Regions from separate parts of the Sus scrofa genome. Here all the other regions are linked to region 1. A link is a contact called in public Hi-C data. All regions are on one chromosome and are shown on one strand. The core of a region is the stretch at or near the end of the contact, and the rest is flanking DNA. Distances in the headings are between cores, read along the strand shown.

Evidence for each region. A called contact is a pair of places that touch in the nucleus more often than the background predicts.
Region 2: a Hi-C map of skeletal muscle shows a contact between it and region 1, with 5 times the contacts expected there. The contact joins the promoter of RBL2 here to the promoter of CHD9 in region 1. A contact is called at or near these places in 5 of 47 Hi-C or Micro-C datasets (heart right ventricle, liver, omental adipose tissue and 1 more).
Region 3: a contact with region 1 is called in a Hi-C map of epiblast stem cells, with 2.3 times the contacts expected there. The contact joins the promoter of AKTIP here to the promoter of CHD9 in region 1. A contact is called at or near these places in 3 of 47 Hi-C or Micro-C datasets (embryonic fibroblasts, epiblast stem cells and fibroblasts) and 2 of 2 datasets of contacts at active chromatin or transcription factors (alveolar macrophages and skeletal muscle).

What each region holds. Positions count from the first base shown.
Region 1 is chr6:32,069,589-32,073,325 of Sscrofa11.1, forward strand. CHD9 (chromodomain-helicase-DNA-binding protein 9) reads right to left here and starts at 2,387. Exons shown (of 40, transcript XM_021094174.1): 1 at 2,264-2,387.
Region 2 is chr6:31,800,014-31,803,601 of Sscrofa11.1, forward strand. It overlaps RBL2 (retinoblastoma-like protein 2), which reads right to left and starts at 2,034. Exons shown (of 22, transcript XM_021094168.1): 1 at 1,653-2,034; 2 at 526-656. The coding sequence starts at 1,892.
Region 3 is chr6:31,745,364-31,749,184 of Sscrofa11.1, forward strand. AKTIP (AKT interacting protein) reads left to right here and starts at 2,317. Exons shown (of 10, transcript NM_001243463.1): 1 at 2,317-2,359.

The DNA of each region.
Region 1 (3,737 bases), core at 1,137-3,636:
GTTGAGTAAATCAACTATAATTAAAAAACTTTTGTAAAATAAATATATGCCATTGATTCGTTCACAATGAATTCACAGCCAGTACCACTACAACCCATGCCTGAACAAAGCGTATCTAACATGCATTTTCTCTATAAGGCACATGGCAGCCTTCATGTGCTTAAGGGTGCTAGACACTATATTCGGGGGTGATTTTTAAACAGCAAAATCACCAACACGAAGCACAAAAATGCAAAACGAAACAAAACAAAAAACCATGGCACTAAACAGACCACAAAAAGGACGCTTGTTTATAGTTCTCGGAGCTGAAACAAGAAGGCAGAGTGACATCTTGTTTTGATCTCAGCTGGGAACATGTGTGTTGGCAACTGAAATTTTTGGCCACACTGTTCACATCCATGTATGACCATGAAAAGTGCTACAGATACTGATTTGGGGGTTACAAATAAATTTGAGTGAGTGGGAGAATTGGTAAATACACAATCTGCAAATAATAAGAACCTACTGTACTTTCTTCTCATTTCTCTCATTTGCTAGTGTGTAAGTACACTGGGGGCTGGTTCACCTCTTACCACTTTATCTCTAGCATCTGGAAAATTGCCTGGTACATAGTAGGCCCTCAGTAATCAGTACCGTTTATGAACGCATGAGTCAGTTCAGCGAAAGTGCTTTGGCAGAAATGACAGCTAGTGTTTACGGAGGAGACACTATAAGCTGCCCTGTGTGAAGTGCTTTTTCTATGTTCTCTCCATCAATAAGGGAAACAGCAGATTATTGCACTTTTTTTTGGTCTTTTTTGTCTTTTTAGGGCTGCACCCGTGGCATATGGAGGTTCCCAGGCTAGGGGTTGAATCGGAGCTACAGCTGCCGGCCTACACCACAGCTATAGCAGCTTGGGATCTGAGCCACATCTGTGACCTACACCACAGCTCACAGCAATGCCAGATTCTTAATCCACTGAGCGAGGCCAGGGATTGAACCTGTGTCCTCATGGATGCTAGTCAGATTTGTTTCGGCTGAGCCATAAAGGGAACGCCCAGATTATTTTACTTTTGCCAGGGGCTCTGGAATCAGACTGCCTGGGTTCAAACACAGGGTCTGCCTCTTATTATTTAACCCTGAGCAAGTCTCTTGGCCTCTCTGAGCACCGGCTCCTCAGCTATGGTGAGGAGTCAGTGTGGCAATGCAGAGAAAGTATTTAGCACAGTGGCCGGCACAAGCAGACCCTGGCGGTCAATCATTCCCACAGCAACTCTCAGACCTTTCTGCTCCACTCCCATTTTGCAGATGAAGAAACTCAGGCGAGGAGTGGATCCATGAGTTTTTCAAGGGTCATCCAGCCCAGGAAGGGCTGGCTCTGGGGACTCCAAGCCCATGCTCACAACCGCTTTGCTGTATGCGCAGCATTTACTAAAATTATAATGGCAGCTCCAGGAGGCCCCCTGAACTTCCTGTGGGATCAGGATAAGGAGAACCCCCCCCCCGCAAGAGTCTTCTTTCATATTCTACATCTGTGTCTTTCTGTTCCCTGTCCACTTTCAAGTTCAACCTCTTTAGAACCAGCCCTGTGGGGAGGGAGGATGTTGGTTTGTTATCTTGGGTTTGACAGCTCAAAGGAGATGTTTCCTGTCAAAGGCATGCTGAAGAAGGAGGAGGAGAAGCAGCAGCAGCATTCTTCGCTGCAACAACTGTCGGCCGCTTTATTTTCTACAATCTTTTTAGATCAAGGGTCCTTAGACTTGATGGCTAGTTGGAATCTCCTGGGAAGCTTTAAATTTCCAGATGCCCAGGCCCCAACTCAGACCACTTACATCTGAGTCTCGGAGGAGGGTGGGGTGAGAGGGAAACGGGGCATCAGTATTTTTCAGTGCTTCCCAAGCGACTCCAACGTGCAGGCAAGTTTGAGAAATGGTGTTTTGGATCTAATGTGCACTCAGCTCCAACGCTGCAGTCGCTTTGGGTAACAGAAACTCTTTTTTTTTTTTTTTTTCCTCCTAGGACTGGCTGTTCGGGAATCTGAGCAGGCTTTCCAGAGGCACCGGCTAGTGGAGGATGTGTGTGTGCGAGAGACCCGGGGTCCTGCTCTGCCTCTAGGCCTGGCTTGGAGATGCCGGGTCTCCGGGTTCCCGCAGGCACCCACACGTGCGGCCGCGGCGACGAGTCTGGTCATCTGCGGAGACGGCCAGCGGGGCTCGGCGGCCGCCACGCTGCCCACCCCAACCACAGAGGTTCGCAGGAGACGCCCGGGGCTCAGGAATCTTACCTTGGCTGCCGGCGCTGCCCTCCAGTTCCCGGAATCCTGGGACTCGGGTTCGATCTGTCGCCGGGCTCGGCGGTCGCTCTCGTCTGCGCCGGAGAGGCGCCCACCAAGAGCTCAGGCGCCACCTAGTGGGCGAGGGGCGGCCGCGCAGGGAATCGGTTGGGAGGTGGGAGCGCAGGCGGATTCAGGCGGAAATGCAGCCCGGGCTTCCCACGTGGGCGGTTTTCCAACAAGCTGCGCACCCCGGGCACACATCCCGGCTGGGTGGGACGGCCTTCACTCCCTGAAGGGCGCTAGGACCTGAACTTGCTGAACTTTCTGTTGGGAGCTCGGAGGGGCAGCCAGACCCTGGCTGCTGGCCTGAGAGCCATCCTGGGATTTTCCTGGCCCGACTCGGGGATCTTAGCCTTTCATCCAGAAGCTTTTCAATTTGGCATAGCCTGCCCTTTAAATATGCTGGGAACATCAGAAGATGCAAGGGACCTGGGTTTCTCTCAAGGCCGGGAGGCCTTTTCTCTACTTCTCTACTAGTAACCCTCTTTTGGCCCTGCCTAACCCCCCTCCACTGCCGCCACCCCCCGTCCCCGCCCCAGCCGTTGCCTTCCTTCCCGGTTCCCTCCAGTCTCTTTGGCTGAACTTCATTAATCGCCCAGTCTGTGTCACATTCTGTAGAGTCTGGAGACACAGGTCCCTTAGGAATTGGCAAGTTGATGTTTATGTTTCTGAACCGGATGCCATTGACATTTTTTTTGGTTGGGGCCATCCTGGCACTGCAGGGCATTTAAGACCCCTAGAATAGCCACCCTTTAGTCACCGAGACAACTAAAACCAACATTTCATATTTCCAATTGTCTCCAGGGTTGGAGGAGCACTGCCCTTGACTGAGCACCTATTAATTGGTTCTCAAGGTCAGGAAGATGGTGGATTATTTTAAATGTGTACATTTCATTTATTTCTTCCTTCAATAAATGTTAACTGAGCACCTACTATGTGCCGCTTTCCTATGCACAAGGGTTATGACGCAGACTTAAGCACCTCAGAATCTCTGCCTTTGTTGAATTCACATTTATGTAACACTTATTAACACTTATTTTTTATTAATTTTTTAGTGATTTTTATTTTTTCCATTATAGATGGTTTACAGTGTCCTGTCAGTTTTCTACTGTACAGCACAGTGATCCAGTCTCTCTCTCTCTCTCTCTCTCTCACACACACACACACACACATACACACACACACACACATGCATATATATACACACATTCTTTTTCTCACATTATCCTCCATCCTGCTCCATCACAAGTGATTAGATATAGTTCCCAGTGCTATACAGCAGGATCTCCTCGCTTATACATTCCATATCAACACTTTTAACACACAAAAATGCAAAGCTATGTGATTGAGTTCTTAAGTACATGATTTTTTTTTCTTTTTTGTCTTCTAGGGCCGCACCCCCAGCACATGGAGGTTCCCAGCC
Region 2 (3,588 bases), core at 784-3,283, 270 kb before region 1:
CTCCCAATATTACATAAGGATGAGTCATAACCTTTAATAGTAAACACTTTATACAAATGCCCAGTACATTAAAATTTAAGGAGTTCCCATTATGGCTCAGCAGTAATGAACCCAACTAGTATCCATGAGGATGTGGGTTTGATCCCTGGCCTTGCTCAGTGGGTTAAGATCTAGGGTTGCTGTGAGCTGTGGTGTAGGTCGCAGATGCAACTCAGATCTGGCATTGCTGTGGCGTAGGCCACAGCTCCTATTTGACCCCTAATCTGGGAACTTCCATATGCCACGGGTGTGGCCCTAAAAAGCAAAATAAAATAAAATAAAATGTAAATACTTTTTGACAAATAAATAACATATAATGGATACTAACTTAGATGTGGTAAAGGAAAACCATGACCTAGCTTCTAAATTTAGCACTCCATAGGTACAAATGCTCAGAAAATAATAAATAAAGAGAATTCTCATGGTCACTGTGATTTATAAGCTTTTATATTAGTCACACTACAAACTCTAATATAGCTGAGTTACCTCTGCTCTGAACATCTCAGGATTCTGGTTAAAGATACATAGTTTCCCTCAACTGTTCCTTTGCTTACAGTTGGCACAGATTTTCTGCAAGCCACGTATAAGGCACATGCTAACCAATGAAGATCATTTCCCTGTAACATAAAAGAAAACTGATTTTAGTTAAATAACACCTCAGTTAGACCTTCCCATTCTGAGCCTATTCGCCTACTTGCCATAAACTATAAAATAACTTAAGAAAATCATATGGCCTCCTGTTTAAATACCACTCAAACAGGCAGTCAAACAGCAGATAAACAATGTAGACTTCCGTGTCACTTCCCATTGGCCCATAAAGGGGAGGTGCCTACAGAGTAGAGCCTCACTGGCTAGAATGGCCATTTTTCTCCTCTGCAAGCCCCGTCCAAAGAAAGAGACAAAACACACCTTGATCACAGCGACTATAAGAGTCCTGTGCAATGTCTGGGGGGACCAAAAGGTCCCCAAGGTCGCCCCATTTCTGACTTCCTAGAGACGTGAGTCTATATCTAGGCAGGCAGAAAGCTCGTTTCTTTTGCTCTACGGAAGATTCGTCTTTGTTTACACATACATAAACACAGCCCGAAACGTTAACAATGTACTCAAACGGATACACTGCCTGAACGAAAGCAATTTGCTACAAGAGGAAAAGAACTGAAGAAGCCTGGAAACGCAGGCGCTAAAATCGGGTTAATCTCGGTGCGAACGTAGGCAAGTCCCTGCACCCCACCCCCACCCCCCCGAGTATGGTCTTGATCTTGACAACTGCACCTGTTCATTCTGCCAACAAGGTGGTTGTGTTTTTGTAATTGGACTCCAGCCCAACCTCAGCCTCGCAGTGCTACTTTAGGGCAAGGGCTGTTCTCCCTTCGGAACCGGAGAGGGAAGAGCAGCGAGTCAGGGTTCACTTTCCGGACCGTCAAGAGTTTTTCAAGAGCCAGGTTTCCAGAACGAAGCTGCGCAGAGAGGTTTCCCTCCCGGCTCAAGGCTGGGGTCGGCCCGGGGGATCCCCCCGCAGGGCGTCCTAGCCGGGGTGAGATGGGGCCCCGTCCCCGGAGGCGAGGCGCGACCACTAGGCCCAGAAAGCCGCTGGTCTCCTCCCCCGGGCTCACCTCCAGCGTGTAGCTCTCGCTCATGCTCCGGTAGCTGTCCCAGGCCTCCGCCCGCGCCGCCTCGTCCATGTTCAGTCGGCTGCACAGCTCTTCAAACCGTTGCTGGGTCTGAGGGGCTGGCGACCGAGAAGGCTGCGCGGCGTCCTCCGCCTCGCCATCGTCTTCCTCCTCCTCGTCCGAGGCCGCCGCCGCCGGAGGGGGAGGAGGGGGCGGCGGCGACTGGTCGCCTCCCGACGGCATAGTGCACACCTGGGCGGCCGGTCCTCAGGTGAGCCGAGGGCCCGGGCCCGCAGCCATTCAAACCGCAAAGCGCCCGCCTGTCCGCCGCCCGCTTCAAGACTGCGCCGCCGCCAACGGCGCTAGACCTCACGTCGGCACCCGTAGTTCCGAGTGAGGCCTGCTGGGAAATGTAGTCCAGCCCACGGGGATCAAAAATCATATTTTAAAAATCATCTCGTGTCGTCTCCCTCCGGGTTAAATAAAAGGGACTTTTGTATATTTCAGGTACCTCCTCATAGAGAGACCATTTTTGCAGGGCTGTATTGAAGAGAAACCATCCAAGAAACATTGACTTGAGAAGGTGTAGTGTCCAAGATGTCCCCAGAATACCCATCACCTGCGCGTCCTTATCTAAAAAATAAATATTATAGTAAGAGTCTGCCTAAATTCAAATTTAGGGGTCTCTTTTAGTTTTTTACTGTTTTTAAATTTCATGTGAGACTTTCAAGTAATTATTGGATTTTTTTTTTAAGTATTAATTCTTTTTTCCCCATAGGGTGAATTTATCTTCACCTACAGGTGACTGTATTTGTACTATTCTTAGTCACTCCGTTGCTTTAAATTCATTCTTTTATTTTCATTTTGCTATCTCTGTTCAAATCTTTATGAATCCCTATATTTCCAATCCTTATGGATTTACAGGGGGTACAGTATAAAACATTTTCATGCACTAGGAGTCTTAAGGCATTGAAGTTTTGTATGGGGTCACTTCTCTCTCTCTTTCCACTGAATCTCTAAACCCAGCCACCATACTGTGAGGAAGCCCAGGTCCCTTGGAGAAGCCTCTTCTCCAAGAGGAAGCTTTCATCAGTGAAAGGGATGAAAATATTTTATTCCATCACTACTGACATTAGGGGGAAGAACTGGGTTCTGTTTTGATTTGTGCAGAGATGATTGAGGTTTTAAAGGAGAGATGAAGGAGAAGAGATGGTGCGAGAGCAGAGCTCAAGAAAAAAAAGTAGGAAGGATTGGTGAGTATGAATGTGATTAGGCCACCAGGTTCTGCTAGTTGTCAGTTTGTTGAAGTTAGAAGACAGCCCTCCCTGGAGTTCCCATTGTGGCACAGTGGGTTAAGGATCCCTGGCCTTGCTCAGTGGGTTAAGGATCTGGCGTTGCCATGAGCTGTGATGTAGGTCGCAGACACGGCTTGGATCCGGAGTTGCTGTGGCTCTGGTGTAGGCCAGCAGCTACAGCTCCAATTAGACCCCTAGCCTGGGAACCTCCATATGCCGAGGGAAGCGGCCCTAGAAAAGGCAAAAAGACAAAAAAAAAAAAAAAAAGAAGAAGAAGAAGACAATCCTCCCACAGAGACTGGGAGATGAGGCCATATCCTTCCTGATGACTACATTTCAAAGGAATATGTACAGGTCATTAAGAAAAACACCCATGATATGTAAAAGATGCAGTGGGCCCTCAGTCTGCAAAGGTTGTGCATCCACAGGTTCAATCATTTGTGGATCAAAAATATATTTTTTATGAGTTCCTGTTGTGGCGCAGCAGAAACGAATACGAGTAGAAATCATGGGGTTGCAGGTTTGATCCCTGGCCTCACTCAGTGGGTTGGGGATCTGGCGTTGCCGTGAAGTGTGGTATAGGTTGAAGACTCGGCTCAGATCTGGCCATTGCTGTGGCTGTGGCTTAGGGCAGCAGTTGTAGC
Region 3 (3,821 bases), core at 1,067-3,566, 320 kb before region 1:
TAATTTTATTTTATTTTATTTTTTTGTCTTTTGTCTTTTTGTCTTTCTGTTGTTGTTGTTGTTGTTGTTGCTATTTCTTGGGCCGCTCCCGCGGCATATGGAGGTTCCCAGGCTAGGGGTCCAATCGGAGCTGTAGCCACCGGCCTACGCCAGAGGCACAGCAACGCAGGATCCGAGCCGCGTCTGCAACCTACACCATAGCTCACGGCAACGCCGGATCGTTAACCCACTGAGCAAGGGCAGGGACCGAACCCGCAACCTCATGGTTCCTAGTCGGATTCGTTAACCACTGCGCCACGACGGGAACTCCTGCAGCTCTAATTTTAAAAAGACCCCTGGAAGAAAAGGATCCTTTTTATTTTGCTAGACATTGTCATATCTGAGTGTATCTGGAATGGCAACAGCCATCTTGCTACACCAGCCTGAAAATTCCAGGCACTAGAAGGAAAGCAGTGCCAGAGCCCAGGGTGCTACCACTGTAACCTGCCCTACCACTTGAAGCAAATCCCCTTGCTCTGCAAGCAGGTTTGAGTTGGGTTTTCCAGCACAGGCAGCTGTAAGGATTCTAATAATGTGTCTGAAGGATCCGGTGCTAAATGGGCAGTTTGGTGTAGGCATCTGACACTCAGTGGAGAGGTCTGAGCTGGAAAAATGATGTGAGTCCTTGGCGAAGCTTAGGGAAGGGATGAGATTGCCAAGGAGGAGAGCAGAGGGTGAGATTGGAAAAAAGTTCAGAGGATGATGAGTCTGCCAAGGAGGTTGGGAAGGATTGGGTTAGAGAAGTGCCAAGGGAGACCACCTGTGGCCAGGAGAAAGGATTTCCTGCTTATCTTCCTCTTCATAGTCACTGAGATGAATATTAAGGGCATTAGAGCATTCCTAAGTGTATTCAAACTGGACAAAAGGAAATGGCTCAGGAATGTTTTTCGCTAGAAGAGGAAAGTGGATCTCAGAACCAACCCTTGGGATTAGAGGCGTTTAGCTGCCTGCCATTTCACAAAGAGGTGGTTTTACCAGAATGTTAAAGGCAACCAAAAATTGAACAAGCAACCCGATCAGAGACTATTTGTCCTTTTCTGGGTATAAGACAGAGTTAGGTGGAGACTGGAAGGACATCCCAAGAGACGAGACCATGGTAAGAAAAGGCTTGTAGGTGTGAAAGCCAAGGGCAGCCGTCACAGAATGAGGCTGGAGAGAAACGTGGGAAATGAAATGGGAGTATGGGAACGAGGCCAGCGTGGGGGGTGCCTTGGAAATCAGGCGGGGTGTAGATCTTATTCGTCTGAAATGGCTCCCGTGGAAGGCTTTTGAGCGCCTTTCTAACTTTACAGTTAGCGTGGGTTAGATGTGGTAAAAATATTCCAGATCAAAGAAGGGGTTTGCGAGGTAAAAATAAAAGTTAAAACTCAGAGGACCGGGAGCTATGTTACCACGAGAGAGGGTCTTTAAACTTCAGTGCATACCAGGACCACCAGAGGAGCTTGTGACCAAGGTACTTTGTTGGTACTTCTCCAGATTCGGGTTCTAGAGATTGGGTCCGATATGGACTTTACAAACGCTCTTCTGGCAGTGCTACTGCCAAAGGATGACTTAGTAAGTTTAGCTCCCCATCCTCCGTGTCCCTTCACTCCTCCATTCCTTAGAAACTGGGCGTTTCTCACGGCACACCTGGTGTTCTACTAGGTTCTCCCAACCTGACAGAGACCCCAGCCCCTCCCACTGCAGGACGTCTCAACCCAGGTGGGCAGGACGTGGCGGTCTCCGGCTGCTTGGAGCAGGGGAGCGAACAGGGCGGGCGGCCAGGATGTCGGGAGACTGCCCCGCCCCCAGGCTCCTCTCAGAGGGCTCCTGCCCCGCGCTCCTCCCCGCCCCAGGCTTGGGAAACACCCCGTCACAGCCTTCTTGAAACGCAGTGCGGGCCAAGAACAAACCTTGGGGCTGGTTTCCATGGTGACTGGCGGATGCCGTGACCAATTATGTCCAGGCACTTGTTTCCGCCGCCTCCCTGCCCCCAGGCCGAAACTTCTGTGAGTAAGGGTTCCCTGTTATGTAAGGGGAGGGTCAAGTGCAGCCCCACCCGAGCCGAGCAGATTTGATTGGCAGGCCCTAGTGTCGCCGCCCCAACGCCCCCGGAAGAACGTCCTTGGCGGACAGGTATGGGAGCCACTCGGCGCTGTGAGGCTGGGCGGAAGCTTCCGGGCCCGGGGGTGGTGGGGAGAGAGGGATGAGGGGCGGAGCTCAAGGCCAAGAGCCGGGCGGGGCGGGGAGTAGGCAGGGTCCGGGCTCGCGCTGCGGCCAGAGATGCTGTGGGGCCGCCACGGCGCTCGGCAGCCGGGAACACTGCGTTAAAAGCACCAAGGTGAGGGGCATTGTCAGAACGGTGGTAGGTTCACGAGGGCCGTGGAGCCCTCAAACCCGGGCCACCTGCGTCCCCGGGTCCGGCATTTGCCTACCGTATGGGGGGCTCTCGACTCGCTAGTGACGGAGGCCGAGCTGGGACACGGGGGCGGGGCAGGGCACCTGTCCGCCTTTGCAGATACCTGATGCCCCGGCGGCTGCGGCGACCCGGACTGGCTTTGGGGGCTCTTGGGGAGCTGGGCCGGGCCGGCCTGAGGAGGGCAGGCGGGCCTGACTGGCTCGCCCCGTCCGGGGCCTACCCTCCTCGGGGCCCCGTCCCCACGCCCGGCTCCAACCCGCTCCCAGGTCGGGGGTGGGGGTGGGGTCCGAGTCTCGAGCCCCCAGCTCCCCCGTCCCCGCCAGTGTTTCGCGGGCCTGGGGCCGGCTTCGCCCTATGCTTGCGAGTAGGGCTTTGGCCCCTGCCTTGCATCATCCCGAGACAGGTTTGTCCAGATTCCCTGCATGCGCAGAGATGGGTTTCCGCCCCAGGCGAGGGTTCCCGTCCCGGGTGTCCCAAGGGGCCGGGGTCAAGGCTGTTTTCATCTTTTCCCCGGGTCCTCCTCCTTCGCCCCTTAAGAAAGAATTTAGGGCTGTTCGGGGTCTTGTGCCTGTGTAGGGTCTATGGTACATAGGAGGAACGCACCGCGCATCCCCTAAGTTTTGGTGCGGATCATTCATGTAGGGCTAGCCAAGATAGGGCTTCTCAGCTTTACGTTGTAAAGAAAGGCGCTCGTGTTGATGTACGACCAAAGCAGCACAAAGTCTAAAATTGTTTCGAATGACTAGGACTTGTCCTGTGTTTTCTTCTATCTATGTTACTCCTTTTAGAAACTGCAATACTGCGCCTGGGTAGGGTAGACATCTATTAAGTGGTGAGTTACTCCTGAAAAATGTTTTAAAATTCTCCAGGTGGTTATGTCTTTGCTGGATACATAGGGAGCAGTAGACAGTACCTCTTTTTTAAAGACAGGAGAAGCTGGAAGTCAGTTTTATTTGCTTCTTAAAGGCAAACTTGTTGAATCATTACGTGTTCGACTTGGAAGGGACCTTACAGGTGACTGATCCACCCCAGTAAATTTATATGGTGGTGCACAGTGTATCCCAGGGGATAGGTTCCCCTGTTAAATCAGGTCTGTCCTAGATGTCAGTTGGGTGCTTCATATATTACTCGGGACCTGAGAACCACTGTTGTTTTCATACTTGCCCAAAAGGATTATCTATACCCCCACCCAGGTTTTGATGTCCCAAGCGTTTTCACCTGTATCATAGTCACCTTTAAAGGCAGATTTGCAGGGAGCTCTCAGTAGCAAGTTGCTACTTATTGAATGTAAGTCATCAGGTAAGTGGAAGAACAAGAATCCTCCTTCCTTTGATTTAATTATTGGGTGGCATTGTATCTTGGAAAGCAAAACAGCTGTAATGGG